2 separate regions of the Lactuca sativa genome follow, and region 2 is linked to region 1. Evidence: chromatin contacts called from public Hi-C data. All regions are on one chromosome and are shown on one strand. The core of a region is the stretch at or near the end of the contact, and the rest is flanking DNA. Distances in the headings are between cores, read along the strand shown.

Region 1 (2,870 bases), core at 282-2,781:
AATGCAATGCACATAATCATCCGAGCACAAGTAAGTATTACCAATGTTTTAGTCATGCTATTATATATATATATATATATATATATATATATATATATATATATATATATATATATATATGTGTGTGTGTGTGTGTGTGTGTGCTTGTATGGATTATTTGCTAAGTGTATGCTTTCAAAATTGTACATGTTTAGGATTACATAGTCCTAGAATATGGGAGTCTGCCTTATTCATGTTCCTTGTTTGGTTGTGGTTTAGGGTAGAAGCTTTATTTGACAGTCTATGTGATTCTCTTTGTGTATAACTTGCATGCATAGGACAACCTGTTATAATTGATCTGGATTTCTGGTTTGGTAAGGGCTGAGAATCATAGGGCAGTCTAGGATCAGAGATGGTGTTGTGTTTATGAGTTATGATTTGTGATTGGGTGATTTAGGGATATCAGGTATGACCTTGGGGAAGGTACATGTAGGTGTGGAAGGTAGTATTAGGCTCGTACTACTGAAAGTACAGGACCTGTACCGAAGCAATGATAGACCTTGTGGCTCTTAGGAGGACGGTGTGGAGAATTCTCTTTCGATTTCTGTATATTGGTTATTTGTGATATTTTCAGTTGAGGGTGATGATGATCACGTGAGGTTCAGGATCTGGATCTGGATCAGGTATGGGCTCCGGTGCAGAGCCCATGGATGAGAGGTTGCGCGATCTTATCGCAGCCGAGGCTCGTGGCATACTTGACGCTACCCCGGTGATTTTCGATACCGTCAAGGAGGGCATCATGGAGATCATGGAGGAGAGGCTCAGGTCCTTACGAGATGAGATTACTACAGGCCAGATTGGGGCCCGAGCTCCCTCATTCAGGGAGTTCAAGGCGTGTGGAGCGCCTGAGTTCTTCGGGGTCCAGGATCCCATCTCGAAAACAAGATACCGATTCAAATTTAAAATACCCAAATCTCGCAAGAAATTTCAATTTCGTTGTTACGGAGGAAATTATGGTTCTGTATCTTTTTAAACCGTTCATCTTCTATCTCACCCCGCTTCAGTGTTTGTTGCCGATACGTCTAGAAATTCAAAGTAAAAAATACATGTGCTAACTGAAGACATTCTTTTGTTGTCGAAGGAAATATGTATGTGAAAATCTCAGGTTTTCTGCACCAGTTTTGGTTCATAGATGTCTTCTATGAATTGATTTAATTTTTGCACACCAGGTGTTTGATAAATTGTTTCAGCTGTTCTGCACAACAAGTGTTTGTCATTTTACCCGCATGAAAGTAATACTTTATGATTTTATATGAAAATACACCCAATTCATCGTATATGATTTACTAGCAACAAACCAGCAAGTTAATCCTCTTCAAAATTCAAATCGATATATATATATATATATATATATATATATATATATATATATATATATATATATATATATATATATATATATATATATATATTATTGTAAAATAATGGTTAAATCTTTTAAAATAAAAAATATATATGTTTACATCAAGGGATCGAATAAATAATCAGATTCCAACCACTTCACTTAAACGTTACTCCAAAGTCTCTCTCACTTAAAAAGATTCCCTCTTTCCGATCGCTTCATCGGAACGGAATCGCATAATCCGGCGCCAGTATGTCCACAGACTTCCAATCCATTCCACTCATCGGTAAATTTCTCATATCATTTTGGCGAAAATTTAAAACCTAGGATCGCTATTTCACTATAGCCTTTTGTCGTTATACTACTCAATCAATACAATAATTGCAATAATCTAAGGTTGAAGAAACATCAGGAAGTTCCGATTTGTATTCACTCGATTTAGAAGTTCATCTTCTCTTCTTCGTCGTCATATATATTTCTTGAATAAAAAACGTCGTGTAGTGAAAATTTTAGGTGTTTCTAGAGTTGCGTTATCCAAGCTATTGTTGTAAATCTATGTTGATTTCGAATTCAAGAACCAATTTGCTTCAATCGATCGCTTTAATTGCAATGTTTCTTAAGAATATTTGTTAGGAATTATTAATTGGCTTGATAATTGATATGTTGTGTTTGGTTTTCCTTGTATTTGTGAGGCAGATATTAGTCCTCTTGTGGCCAAGTGTGATGATCCAAATGTAGCCCAAGACAAAGATGTTGCAGAAGTTGTTAGACTTCTAGATCAAGCTTGTAGAGAAGCTGGATTCTTTTACGTGGTATTTAATGCTAACCTATCTTTCTTTAACCCTTTTGATGTGACAAAGCATGTTGTACTCCGTTCACGACATTGATCGTGACTGTAATTGTCTGACGACATTCATTGACAGATTGATTGTGACTGTGTCTGTGACTGTAATTGGGACGACATTGATTGACAGATTGATTGTGACTGTGAATGAGATAGTATAACGATATTATACTGTGATTGTGACTGATGTTAATAGATATAATTGAACAGAAAGGACATGGTATACCGGACTCTCTTATCAAAGAGGTTAGAGAAATAACACACAAGTATTTTGGTCAACCTTACGAGGAGAAACTCAAGATCAAATTATCCGACAAAACCGGATACAGGTTTCTCCAAATCAAATCAACATCTTCACTTAACAGTATTTATTAAAAAAAATACATCCACATTCGACAATCATTCTTATTATTTTTTTTTTTAAAAAAAAAACATAGGGGATACCAAAGAGTTGGTGAAAATATCACTAAAGGCATACCCGATAGACACGAAGCCATTGATGTAAGTTCCTCCATATTTTTACCTCCAAACCATTTTTATCCCTCTCTTATAACACGTTTTCTAACAGTGTTATAGTGAACTAAAGAAAGGGATGTATGGAGGTCTTGGTGACCCATTAGTAGGAATCAATAAATGGTATGTAAA
Region 2 (3,181 bases), core at 660-3,159, 160 kb before region 1:
AACAACTATTAGATCAGTCCTATATATAAGTAAATCCATAAATAACTAAGTAAGTTCATACATATTCGATCATTTATCATCAATGAGCTATAAAAACAAACAAGTAGCAATAGAGAAATTGCATTTGCATTATTAGACAAACAATCACCCCAAAAGTAGATCCAAATCATTTCACATTGTTAACAATAGCAAAACCTTAAAACCCATTCACACAAATATAAGTTTTAATCTTTTTTTCACCACCCGATTAATCTTTTTTTTTTCAGATATGAAAATATAAGTTTTTAATCCAACATCATAGAAAATCATCATCATCAACATCAACATCAACATGGTCTACATCAAATTAACCATTGCATCCATCTAAACGAGAGGGGGATATTGCTTAGCTTGCTGACGGACTCTTCTCTTATACTCCACCGTATCCTACATCATCAAAATCACAATTTGTGAAATGACCAAATTACCCTTCAAATTATTAAACAATTTTAATTACCTGGATAAAGAGATGATATCCATCTGTCTGTGCAGGGTCAGCAGGGTTAGGGGAATCCAACAGATCCTGAATTCCAACTAGGATTTGTTTTACTGTTATTGCTGGCCTCCAACCCTAGAAAAAAAAAAAACAAAAAAAATTAAAAAAGGAAGGGTATTTTGGTAATTTTGTCTAGATTCAAAGAACTTACACTGTCTTCATTAAGGATGGACAAACAAACAGTTCCAGAGGGGTAAACATTGGGATGAAAGAAGCCTTGTGGAAATTTACACTTTGGTGGTTTACTTGGATAATCTTCAGTGAAGTGAAGGGTAAGAGGGTAATATCCACCTTCCCAATCAGTCTGCATTCATATTGTTCAAATAATAAAATTATATGAAACTATAATACAAACTCCATAATTGTTCTTTTATTGACTCCATAAACAATCCATGGAAAACATAAGGAAGACAACTAAAATCACATCTTTCGAACCCTGAATTCATTTTGTGTTCAAACATTTCTTCAAGAATCATGATAAAGTATTTCTTTCTCATGATTTCGTAACAAAATTAATGGTGTTAATGTGTTATCATATCAACAGCTTAAAAACGTAGTCTGAAAACTCATATCAATACCCTAAATTCAATGGTGTTCTCATGATTTCATCATCTTTTGTACTAATATAACAACCTTGATAAATTTTTTACACAGAATACTTAAACGAGTTCCAATGAAAGAACATAGAGATTCTTCGATCATAACAGATAGGTTTCCAGACGCATAATTGACAAAATTTTGTTCATCAATGAAATTCAAATCAAAGAATAAGATATAACGAGAACGAGAACGAGAACGAGAACTTACCCCTGTCTTACCGGGGATGGTACACTGCCAAATCATCAAATTCACTGAACCATCAGGGAGAGTCTCAGGCTTCGCCACAAAACCCTAATCAATAAAATCAAACCCAAATCGAAAATCCCCAAAAATATCAGCATATATACCTAACCATAGACACACGTTATGAAACACAATCACAAATAAACAGAAAGATGAAAAGAGAAAGGGGGATAGGACTTAGGAGACGAACATGGGGGTGATTCTTTCGCCATGCTTTTCGTTCCTCGGTGAGACGACCACGAGCAATACCACCAGACATGGTTTACAGATTTCGATCGCGATCTGCGTCTAGAATTGTGTGGGTGTGAGAAAGATTTGCAGGGTGTAGAAGTCTGCAAATGGGTTTATTATGGCGAAGAAGACGAAAGGCTGACTTTTGAGCAGTCGACTTTTTTTCTCCTTTATGATTTATTCCTTCCCCCAACAACACCACCAGTCACCACACTAAATACTAGTTTACCAATTATCGAAGATAAGCTCGAATCTGTTCCCTGTGTTTAACAAGATGAAAGGGTTTGAAAGGGTTTGAGATTTGATTACTCGTTATGATTCTCTATTTTTTGAACAAATTAGGTTTAAATTAAGAGATAAAATAAACACAGTAGTTGATTTTTGTATAATTTGTTTATTTTGTGATGTCATTTTTTGGGATTTAAAGAAAAATTATATATTGAATTTACTCAAATATTTAAATTTTAATAATTAAATAATTATTTTTATATTTTTCAAATATTTTGGAAACTCTTGTCCTTTAAATTATTGTTTTTAAGAACACGTCATATTTTATGTTAGTATTATTTTTATAAATTATTTAGTTATAAAAATAAAAGCATAACTATAAAAATATTTCGTTTTAGTAAAAATGACAAAATGTTTAATAATAAAATATGATTAGAAATTTAGAATGGATAAAATAAAATTATTATTAAGTATATGATATATATATATATATATATATATATATATATATATATATATATATATATATATATATATATCATAATAAATAATTAGATTATTGAAAAATATGAAACGAGTGAGGAAAATATAATTTATAAATTTATAATTCATATATTTCAATAATATTAAATAGTATTAAGTTATTGATTAACATTTTTAGTAAGTAATATTGTTTTTTATTTAAAGTACTTATAATAAGAAAATGAGTCTAATCATCGACATCCAAAAACTTTATTGATAAAGCTTGGAGAAACAAATAAAATGTTGGTTTAATAAAAATGATAGTTAAAAATAATGTAAAAGTATGTAAATACTTTTAGCAATAACGAAATTTGATTTGAATTCAAAAAAATTAAAATTGCAATAATAACTTATATAATGTTCACGTTCTCCCATGAAAATATAATAATTCCAAATATTTATTTTTTATTTTTTATTTTTCATCTTTTTCAACTTAATAGTTCCATTTCAAAAATACGTTGGTTAATTGTTCCAAGAAATATATATATATATATATATATATATATATATATATATATATATATATATATATATATATATATATATATATATATATATATATATATATATATATATATATATATATATATATATATATATATATATATATATATATATATATATATATATTGTTATGGGTATGTTAAATGCACACCTTTAGAAATTATCAACTTATTTAATTCATGCGTGAAAACCAAGCTACCCTTTTGCAACGTGTGATTTGGGTCGGTCGTGACGTTATGATATGAATCTATACGTGTGAATCTTTTTGCAAGTTGACAAATTGGGACATTGCCTTGTTATTTCCAATAAGGTTTTGTG

What was found. A called contact is a pair of places that touch in the nucleus more often than the background predicts.
Region 2: a contact with region 1 is called in a Hi-C map of leaf, with 4 times the contacts expected there. The contact joins the promoter of LOC111911626 here to the promoter of LOC111911624 in region 1. A contact is called at or near these places in 2 of 4 Hi-C or Micro-C datasets (leaf and seed).

What each region holds. Positions count from the first base shown.
Region 1 is chr3:140,793,672-140,796,541 of Lsat_Salinas_v11, reverse strand. It overlaps LOC111911624 (probable 2-oxoglutarate-dependent dioxygenase At3g50210), which reads left to right and starts at 1,531. Exons shown (of 11, transcript XM_042900295.2): 1 at 1,531-1,667; 2 at 2,078-2,193; 3 at 2,436-2,554; 4 at 2,663-2,726; 5 at 2,794-2,861. The coding sequence starts at 1,634.
Region 2 is chr3:140,954,690-140,957,870 of Lsat_Salinas_v11, reverse strand. LOC111911626 (SUMO-conjugating enzyme SCE1) reads right to left here and starts at 1,909. Exons shown (of 5, transcript XM_023907385.3): 1 at 1,569-1,909; 2 at 1,343-1,426; 3 at 687-839; 4 at 497-610; 5 at 111-426. The coding sequence starts at 1,637. The coding sequence ends at 364.